Linked DNA regions of Rattus norvegicus: region 1 is linked to region 2. A link is a contact called in public Hi-C data. All regions are on one chromosome and are shown on one strand. Each heading gives the region's core, a stretch centred on a gene start, on an enhancer-like site or on the middle of the called end of the contact. The rest is flanking DNA. Distances are from core to core; before and after follow the strand shown. Region 1 holds the start of Nfkbid (NFKB inhibitor delta). Region 2 has its middle 14 kb from the start of Lrfn3.

Region 1 (5,119 bases), core at 1,700-4,199, 45 kb after region 2:
AGCTGACTCTGATGTGTCTCATGCTCTGTCTCCTAGGGGCGTGATGATTTTACTTTTGGAATTCTGGGGACTCTTGAGAGGGTGAAAAAAATGCCAGAGTCCTAGAGGCTGTGGCTGCTCCTCCTGCCGCTGCACTGGCTGTCTGCTGAATCACTAACGGCTGATTGCTTTTTGGCTACTTTACTGGGGTCTTTTTCCTAGCACTCTTCTCCATCCTGGCCCCTTCACCATCAACCCCCAACACTAGGTAAGCAAGAAGGAAGATTAGAGGGGGAAGGGCATGTGGACCTCTTTAGACTACTTCCTACTGGTTAGGGGCTGTCAAGTTCTAGGGGCAAGTCCTTAGGATGTCTCCAACCAGCAACCCAGCAGAAGCAGCAGGCTGCTGTTGCATCCTCTGGGGCTCTGGCCTCTTTAAACCTCTCGAGGCTCCCCAGAATTCCAAAAGTAAACTATCTTCAGCTGGTAAAATTGCACCCCTGCCAGAGCACGAGACACATCACAGTTACCTGCCGTGGACGGTCTGAAGGATCCCCACATCCCCACATCTGAGATTAAAACAAAAACATTCACATAACATAACTAAGTTCTTACAGAAACCAAAAATTCTCGCTACACTTAAGATGGCCTAACCAAGCTCCACAGCGGAGAGGTAAACTGGAAGGAGAACTGACTCCTGGGCACAGAGAGCAGAAAAGGGAAATAGAAGTGACTCAGCAGGGCTCCAGAATCCCATGCCCAACCCCCAAGGGCCCAGGGGCACAGGGAGAACGGCTTCCTCTCTGTGCCCCTGACATCAGGTGGCCTTCCTGTCCCTCAACCCCTGACCACTGGCTTCACCTGGGAGCAGGAACAGGAACAGGAGGTGACCTGGAGGGGCCATGCTGGGCTGGGACTTGAAAGGATCTGGTCAAAATTGTGATCTTCAGAACAGTAGAGGAGCAGCAGAGAGGCAGCTAGGACAGATATCACTCCGATGGTGACAACACCACCTACTTCCTGTGTGGGTGCATGTGTGTCCTCAAGACTTCCTTTGGAGAACAAATATGGGGGAGTCAGAGCCCTGAGAAGCTTCCGAGATTATCTCGGTGGAGTGGCGAAAGGGCCATGGTGTGGGCACCAGGGAGATTATGGAAATAGGTTAGAGGTAGGGCCAACACTTGGGGGCTGGAGGGGGTGTGTGTTTGAGAAAAGGGACCACGGTGATTGGCCCGGGTGGGATTAGAAAAATGGAGAGCGGGTTGAAAGAGAGTTAGAAGAGTTGGGAAATGAGGGAGAGAGGGCTGCCTGTGTTTGGTCACGGTGAGTTGAAAATAACCTAACATCTCTCTGGAGAAAGGTGAATGACTACAGGTAGGGTTCAGAGTCTAGGGACAAGTCTAGTCCTGACAGTAAATCTGGGAGGGCTGATAGCTGAGAGACATGTGTAAAGCCATAGACTGGGTGAGATCTTTAAAGAGGCACACACACACACACACACACACACACACACACACACACACACAGAGCCAGGGGAGAGAGGGAAAAGCAACCATATAGGGAAGCCGAGGGCAGAAGCAAGGGAGGAGGAGACCCAACTCCCAGCAGTGTTAGAGAGAGAGAGAGAGAGAGAGAGAGAGAGAGAGAGAGAGAGAGAGAGAGATTGATTTGGTCATCACAGTTCAGTGCCAAGGAAGGTCACCAAGTGAGAACTGAGACTATCCATCCCCTAGCGAACTGGGAATTCCTGTTTGGCTCATACTTCTCCATCCCCTGTGTTCAGGAAAGTGTCTCCTTTATGCTAACAGGGTTTCTTAAATGGTGAATAAGTAAGTCAGACATGATTGTCCAGCACTTGGGAGACAAGTGAGAAAAATGGCTGTGAGTTCAAGGCCAGCCTGGCTGATTTAGCAGGTTCGTGGCCAGCCCAGCTGCTTACATGTAGGAAGCCCCTGTCTCAAAAACAAAGTGTTGGAAGGAAGATTGTTCGGCAGATAAAGGTTCTTGACGTGTGTTAGAACCCCATAACCCTCACAAAAAGGCTGAAATCTACAGAGGGCTTTGGAGCACATGTTCTTCCACCTCCGGGGGGAGTTCGCACACACATGTTTTTAATGCAAATATTGGAACCAGACAATGTGGCATATGCCTTTAATCCCATCACTGGGGAGACATTTCTGTAGATTTCTGTGGATTCCAAGCCCAGCCTGGTCGACATAGTGAGTTCCAGGACAGCTAGGGCTACATAGTGAGACCCTGTTTTGAAGGGGGGCGGGGGAAACCTGAAAAACAAAACAATAAAAGCCAATATTGGTAGTTGATATGGTGGCCAATTCTCTGTAACCCAACATTTGGGAAATGGAATCAAGAGAATCAGGAGTTCAAGGTTATCCTTAGTTACCTAGAGTTCTAGGCTGACCTGAGCTACACGAACCCCCTCTTCGCCCTTCACACACACACACACACACACACACACACACACACACACACACACACACACTCAAATCAAAACTGAAACCAAAGCGGGAGAAAAAAGCTTTATAAATGAAAGTTAACTCTAAAGAAGCAAACAGCCACGTGGAAAAGAGAGGTTTAAGGCACCTCTACGACCCTTGCCTAAGGACTTCTCCAAGAAGCCATGGGGTCTAGGTTCATGGTCATCCTCTCCCGGAAGACCCCACAGTACTTCTCTGCTTGTGCACAGCCAAGTCAAGGCCTCCAGTATCTCCTTGGTCAGAGACTCAAAATTCCAGATCCCCATGTCTCCCTCTAGAAAAAGGGAGGATCCTTAAGCACCTACTTCCAGGGAGACTAGGCGATGACACTCTTCAAGGTCAGCCCCTCCCATTCAGAGACTAAGCTCTCCCGCTTCACCCGGGACTCCTAGAACTGTGGGCGGGGCTCCGCCTTGAACCAGGCGTGGCCAAAAGAAGAATTTAAAAACTCGCGGGGGACCTGGCTTTGGATCGGGGGACCCGGCGGCGGCTCCGCGGGGCAAGCAGCGAGGCTGGCGCAGCGCCGAGGCCGCGGCCCTGGGGGCCCACAATCTGCATCCAAGAATCCTCGAGGTAAGGGATTAACCTTGGGGTAAAGCGAGGCACGCGCCTTTCTGAATGCTTTGAGGGTTGACTGGAGCGTAAAGCTGGGCCCTGAGAGTTGGGGATTCCCGACGTTTAAGGGAGCTGGCTGAAGAGGAGAGGCTGGGATCCTGGACTTCTGAGTCCTGGGAGTGTTGGACATTAAGAGAGGTATCTGGGATCTTAGGGGTTGGGGTGCAAGGACTAGGAAGCCTGATACCGGGGATTCTGAAAGAGGACGAAGTGACTCGGACTCCTTCACCCAAGGAGGGGTTGCATTGCATCCTTCGAGTTGCCGTTATGGACGCAGGCTTGGGTCTTGAAGGTCGGGCGGCGGACCTCAGGGGTCCACTCTGGTCGAGACCAGCCCCGCCCTGGGATTTCCCAGCGCTCTACCGGTGCCGGGTGCCTGGGCCGAAAAGGAATTCCCCGTGAGCGGAGATTCCACGGGCGCCGCGCTTCGCTGCGTGCCCCGCCTCCGAGCCAGACACCTGCGGCGTGCGCGTGCGGAGCGGAACTGGGAGGTGGAAGATTCCCTTGCGTGAGCGCCGTGACGTCAGCGCGCGGCGTCTTTTCTCGAGGGTTTCCGAGTCGGTCCCCGTCTGGCTTTAACCCTTCTTGCGCTGGAGTCAAAGCTGGGAAGTCTGAGCTAGGGATTTGCTCTTCTCCGGTGGAGGGAACCGGACTTGCAGGTCCCAGAGGAGGCTGAGGGGGTCTGTACTCCTGGGTTTCTGGATGAGAGACTGCCGCGCCTATGGGATACAGGGGCATCGCGGGATGGTGGGTCCCTGCTATTCCCAAGTCGGCCGAGGTGGGGACAGGAGGTTTGCGACACCAGATATCTGGATTTCTGAGGAACTACTCTGCCACTGATTCTGGCAGAGAGCATGAAGCAAGAGTGATGGTCCAAGACTGTGCTGAGGACACTAGGCTTGCGCCTAGTCCCAACATGTCAGATTCTAGAACAGAGAAATTATTTTGCTGTTGTTTTGAGACCGAGGTCTCAGGTAGCCCAGGCTGGCCTCTCACTGATATGTAGATGAGCTTGGCCTGCCACGAGAATGCTGGATTGCAGGGGTGTGCCTCTACTTCTAGTTTAAAACAGAGACATTGGGAACCTGGAAATGCCTTTTCAGGAAGTTGAGATTGGCAAACCCCACCCCTCTTCAAGTGTTAGGCCTGGTAGCCTAGGTTGGGATTTTTTACGGATGTGGTGATGCTTCAGAGGAGTGGGATGTCTCCGGAGGAGATAGATGCTTCAGAGAAATGCTAGCCTCCCCACTTCCTCAGTTTCCACTACGGTGGTGGAAAGTTGGTGCAGAGGAAAAGCGTGGAGTAAAAGGAAGGAAATGGCGGAGGCGGGCCCTGCACTCAACATCTTCTATTGGCTTTGTAGTTCTCCAGTTTTTCCGCGCTCGAGGGAAAGGAGGGCGCGCGCCCACATCCACTCCCAGCCACCCACCGCTGCCGCTGAGGGTGCATTCGGGTGACTTAAATATTCCTGATGACTTCCTTCTGTCTTCCCACACACAGTGAGTCGGCCTGAGCGCAGTCACTGCCCAACACAGACCGTAAAGAAGCTTCTGGAAGAACAGAGGCGCCGACAGCAGCAGCCAGAGGCTGCTGGGGTACCGGTGAGTCTCTGGAAATCCCGCATAGGACATGAAGCCATGTGCTCTGGGGGAGATGGGAGTTGTAGTCCTGACTCTGATGCTTTACATGTGGCGGGGGATGGACCTGAAGAATCTTGCAGATATATAAATTCATTTTCTTTGCATTGCAGGGACACTTCTCCCCTCCTCTGGTCCAGCCACTGACCCCATCTGTGAGCGAGTCAGAGGCAGGTAAGAATAGAAACTTAGCTCGACCCACCTCTCAGAACTTTGGGGACCGAGGAGACAGGCAGCTCTCATTATTGTTGAGACATATGGGAAATTTTAATGGCTGGCCTGCCATTGTTGCACATGTCTGTATTTCCAGTACTCCGGAGGTTGAGAGGAGAGGATTGCCATTGGGTTTGAAGCCACACTTTTTTTTTTTTTTAAACTAGCGAGTTCCAGGCC
Region 2 (5,074 bases), core at 1,002-3,501:
TTCCGGGGTTTGAACTTGTGTCATCAGGCTCGCTCAACAAATGCTAACCATTGCACCATCTCATGAGGGACATATTTTATTTCTTTTATTTATTTTTTTAGGTTTATTTATTTTATGCATGTGAGTACACTGTAGCTGTCTTCAAACACACCAGAAGAGGGCATTGGATCCCATTACAGATGGTTGTGAGCCGCCATGTGGTTGCTGGGAGTTGAATTCAGAACCTCTGAAAGAGCAGTCAGTGCTCTTAACCACTGAGCCACCTCTCCATATTTTGTTTCTTACAAGTGTTCTGGTGTCCTCCCTTTGGTGACTCACACACCAGACTCATTTCTATCCCGACCCCATTATTTCCTGGGGCTCAGAATTATTGGTTTCTACCTTACAAACGGGAGGGGGTAGGATGGAGAGTTGCTGGTTTCTTCAAGTGGTGCAGAAGGGATCTACTGCCTTCCTGCAGAGAACTGGTCACACCAGTATCCGAGATACAAAGGGAATTGAGACTGTTCCCAGCTCCCTCTCAGCCACAGTTCTATAAGCAGAATGTGAGCTATCACGAAACCTCCCCAGACCCGAGACCCCAGTGCACTGGGGAATTTCCCTTCATGTGCTATATCAAGTCCAGTTCCAGGGAGAAGTCTCCAGTTCCACCTGCCTTTGGAGTACATGGCCTCACACTTGATCCCTTTGAGGATAAACTGGGCCAGACTTGACTTGTAGATATGTTAGTTACAGGTCTTCTAGCACTATGACAAAATTCCGCACAGGAAGAACTTGAGAGGGGGATTACTTATCTTGACTCCTGGTTTCAGAGGGTCTAGCTTGCCATGACACAGAACAGGGCAGAATAGCTTCTGTTGAAGGTGGCCCAGAAGCAGGGCCCTGCTGGAACCATGGCTTCTCCTTCTGAGCTCCCAGCCTGTAGAATGAGGCTCCCAATTCGGGAAAGCGTGAACACCTGTCACTTCTCTCTGGAAATGCTTTCCTGGGCGCACTCAGCAGTGTGCGCTTCACCCATCTCCCAGGGGCTTCCAAACGCAGTCAGGTTGATGATGGCGATTAAACCGTGACTAGTGTTCAGGGCAAGGCTGAGAGAAGATGGTACGCACGGAGGACACTCCCCACACGCATTCCGTCAGGAAGGTCTTCCTGTTGACGATAATGGTGATGGGCTTCAGGGACCCGATAAAAGCAGTATGGGAGGAAACCACCTAGACCAAGAGGGAACCGGCTTCTAGGCAAGGAAGCGTCTGTGTGCAGAACTGTGTGCTTATGGAATCATAATGACTCCAGCTCTCGACGCGAACCACCGCTCATCCAACGCTAATCAGACATCTGATTTCTATGGCTAGAACCTGTGTGGATTCATGTGCTAATTATAAGTGTGTTTGGTTGTAAACTTTGTCCTTGGGGTGGGACTAAGTCCCACATTTGGAAAGGAAGAACATTGATAATCCCCGACTCAGAGATTCATAAGCTAATAGCCATTTTGAGTCAATTCCTGCCAATGACAACCTCAAGATAATTTAAAAGGGGTCTGGGGAGATGGCTCAGTGAGTAAAGTACTTGCTATGTACACATGTGGACCTGAGTTTGATCTCTACCACACCAGGATCAGGGGGATCCTGGACACACACACACACGCACACACACACACACACACACACACACACACACACCATAATTTTATTTTTAAAGACATCAAAAGGGCAGTCAGATACTCATAGCCAAAAGGACACAGACTTTGAATCCTGACCGTCTGGGTTCAAATCCCAGCTCTGTCACAGACCAGCTGAACGTCCCTAGCCTCTTCTCTAGGCCTCAATTTCACTCCTGTAAAAGGGTTTGATAATAGCTCGAATGGCCGTTGAGAGGATTAAATTAGCTAATACGTGTAAAGCTCTGAAGCAGTTCTTTGCCACATGAAAAGTGCTTATTCTGTAATAACCAACCATACAGCCAACAGTTGCTGTCCTGATTTCATTTAATCCTCATACCGGGCTCTCCTCCAATTTCATTACTACAACCCCTTCTTGGCTCAGGTCTCCCAGCCTCATCCTCTGTACTGACTTCCCAGAGGTTCCTGGACGACTCTACATTCCCAACGTTGTCCCCGCCCCTACTGCTGTCTTCTGAATTTTCAGACTTAGTCCTAACTGCTAGTTGCCACCGGGAGGCAGCAACACACTAAGGGGCTGCCGTGCGCAGGGGCGCATTGTAGGACATGTAGTCTTGCTGGTGAGTTAAGCGTTGGCTCCAGCGTGGAAGAAGAACTACATTTCCCAGAAGGCATGGCAGACACCCTCTGCCTCACCTTGTTCTGGTTTCGCCCCTTTAGTGCTTGCCTCACTAAACGCACAGAGCGGGTGCGGCATAGGGTGTACACGTGTGGTTGGGAGGATGTGGAGACTGAGCGAGCACCTTGCCCAAGAGGGTGGCGCTGCAGGCCTGCTGATCCCACTGGACCTTAGCTGTAAAATTAGACCAAATACTGGTTTAGGAATTGCAGATGTCAAAGATGCTGATTAGTCCGGAGAGGCTAATCCCTTACTGGAGCAAATAAAGGAGACCAACATTTTGCACCATGGCAAATACTCTTTAGACTGCTTAGCGGCCCACCTCGCTCTCCCGTATTCAAACTGTCCCTTGTTAGCTCTGGTGCCTGTTCTCTGAGAGCCGTGGCTCTGGGATCATCAAAGTAAGAAAAACTAAAACCCAAAATCTTTCCTTTCTTTTCTTTTTCCTTCCAATCATGCCTCTCCACTTTAAAACCCTATTATGGTAATGTTTAGCAATTCACAAAAATAGAATTATATAACGATCCTCCAAGTTCCCATCTCCCAGCCTCAATTATTATCAACATATGGCCAATCTTGTTTTATTTATTCCGCCTCCCCCAACCAATTAGTTTAAAGCAAATCCCAGACAGCCTATAATTTCATCTATAAATACGTACCTCTAAAACATTGGGTTCTAAAAAAAAAAAAAAAAAAACCCAACCAAAAAACGAAAAAAACCCCAGGACATATAAAACTAACAATTTCTCTGATTGTTTTATAAATGATAAATTCTTGGTTCATTCAGATTATAATCCAGAGTCTGTACACTGTATTTGTTGGGAGTTTCTTTATGTCTTTTATTCTGTGACAATGTCTCCTCCCTCTCATCTGCATCTGATTTAATGGGTTTCTCCCTCCCACCCCCACCCCCTCCCAAAGACAGGATTTCTCAGTGTAAATCCCTGACTGTCCGGAAACTCACTCTGTAGACCAGGCTGGCTTCAAACTCACAGAGATCCACCTGCCTCTGCCTCCCAAACTCTGGGATTAAAGGTCTGCTCTGACTCCCGAGTGCTGGGACTAAAGGTAGTCCATGTTGGCTTTGAGTCTTATTAGCTTGGTTGTTATAAAACTGCGGTGAAACTTTGGAAAGGAAATATTTCCTGCTCCCTCTCCATCTGTCCTCTTTGTTTTACAGAATTGAATGCCTCTGTGTGTGCACGCACACACATGTGTGTACATGGGCCAGGGTGTACATGCGGAGGCCAGAAGATTACCTCAGGAACTGGTCTTCGCTTTCTGCTTAGCTTGAAATGAGCTCTCTCTATTTTGGCAGAGGGGTGGGGGGTGGTGTTTGTTTTTGTTTTTGCTGCCGAGTATGCCAGGCTAGATGGCCTGAGAGCGAGTCTCCATCCTCAGCTCGCTGCGCCTATAATGGCAGCAGACGCTAGACTTGCTGGATGCAGAGTACATTGTAACCAGAGATGAAGATGGAGAAACGGCTCCATGTTGTTCCTCAGAGAAGCCTGAATTGCTCCCTTCATCTTTTAGGGACCTTGACTCTGGGACAATTGGCTCTTTGGTTTTGTCACTAAAAAGAATTTCAGGTTAGGCCAGTATAGAATAGAGTTGGAGTTTGTTTAAAGATTTAAATATCTATCTATCTACCTATCTAAATACTATCTATCTATCTATCTATAATATATATACATACATATATATACATACATATATATATATTAAAATAGAGGTTAAGAGAGAGGTGCTCTGGGATGAAGTGAGACCTACCTGATGGCATGAGCGTGGGCTTCTCAGAGGTGACCCTCATGTCAACATCTTTAAAATAGCCACATACAGGACTTTGGCGACTATCGAAGTTATTGTCTTTAAGGAGTTGCTAAGGGTGGCTCCCCAGATGCACCTGGCAGAATTGCAATTGGTAGGTAACATTCTAGATGTCGGGGATACAGGAAGCAAGGATAGCTTCCGTGTAAACAAATTGAATAGCCTTGTTCTCGAGAGTCCTGAAAAAATGTGTGAGAGAGAAAATGTGCCCCTGCTGGAGATCACATTCATTCAGGCCTGAAGCCTGGGCCATTGCTGTTTTAACACAGAGAACAATATTATCTGCAAGTTGGAACTTTCCCAGCGAATGTTAGTGTGGCGAAGTTCTTGCTTCTCAGCTGGCAGAGAGAGTTCAACCAGACTCCAGGATGAGCGGCTCCTCTTTCCTCCCATACTGCCATAATTGCCCCCTTCTGCCTCTCCAGCCAAACACACTGATGACTCTCGAGTCCTCACTGAGACATGCTGCCAGGACAAAATGTAGTCCAGATCTTAAGGACTTAATATGAAAAACAGAGTGTAAAAATGTCTTAATCAGGAGGGAGTGGGTGGGTGGGTGGGGGAGCACTCTCATAGAAGCAAGGGGAAGGGGGATGGGATAGAGGTTTCTGGAGGGGAAGCCAGGAAAGAGGATAGCATTTGAAATGTAAATAAAGAAAATATCCAATTAAAAAAAGAAGAAGAAGAAAGGTAGCTTTCTAAAGCATATACAGCATATGCCATAGTGGAGTTTGACAGCGGCCGTTAGACCAGCCATGTTCAAGGAGATGAAGCTCTAGTGGAACCCGGCAGCCTCTCAGGCCTGGCTCTGCCCTTATTTACCAGAAAGCCTGAAGTGGCATTAATTTATTACCAGTCTGGGTTTATTTTCTTCCCCTTACTCATTTTTTTCGGGGGGGGGGGTTGTTTAGTCACTGTGATTATCCTCTGGTCACATTTGGCAATGGGGA

Evidence for each region. Hi-C and Micro-C count contacts between places; a contact is called where the count stands out from the background.
Region 1: a contact with region 2 is called in a Hi-C map of frontal cortex, with 2.5 times the contacts expected there. The contact joins the promoter of Nfkbid here to the enhancer-like site in region 2. A contact is called at or near these places in 3 of 12 Hi-C or Micro-C datasets (the A7r5 cell line, frontal cortex and hepatocytes).

The regions. Positions count from the first base shown.
Region 1 is chr1:94,805,510-94,810,628 of GRCr8, forward strand. Nfkbid (NFKB inhibitor delta) reads left to right here and starts at 2,950. Exons shown (of 12, transcript XM_039093862.2): 1 at 2,950-3,047; 2 at 4,590-4,690; 3 at 4,840-4,900. It overlaps Hcst (hematopoietic cell signal transducer), which reads right to left and starts at 954. Exons shown (of 4, transcript NM_001005900.1): 1 at 841-954. The coding sequence starts at 883.
Region 2 is chr1:94,761,315-94,766,388 of GRCr8, forward strand. No RefSeq gene overlaps it. Among named protein-coding and RNA genes, the nearest start is that of Lrfn3, 14 kb to the left of the region's middle. Within about 2 kb of position 2,252, at least 55 of the 93 cell types and tissues checked have an H3K27ac peak or open chromatin away from gene starts, as enhancers often do.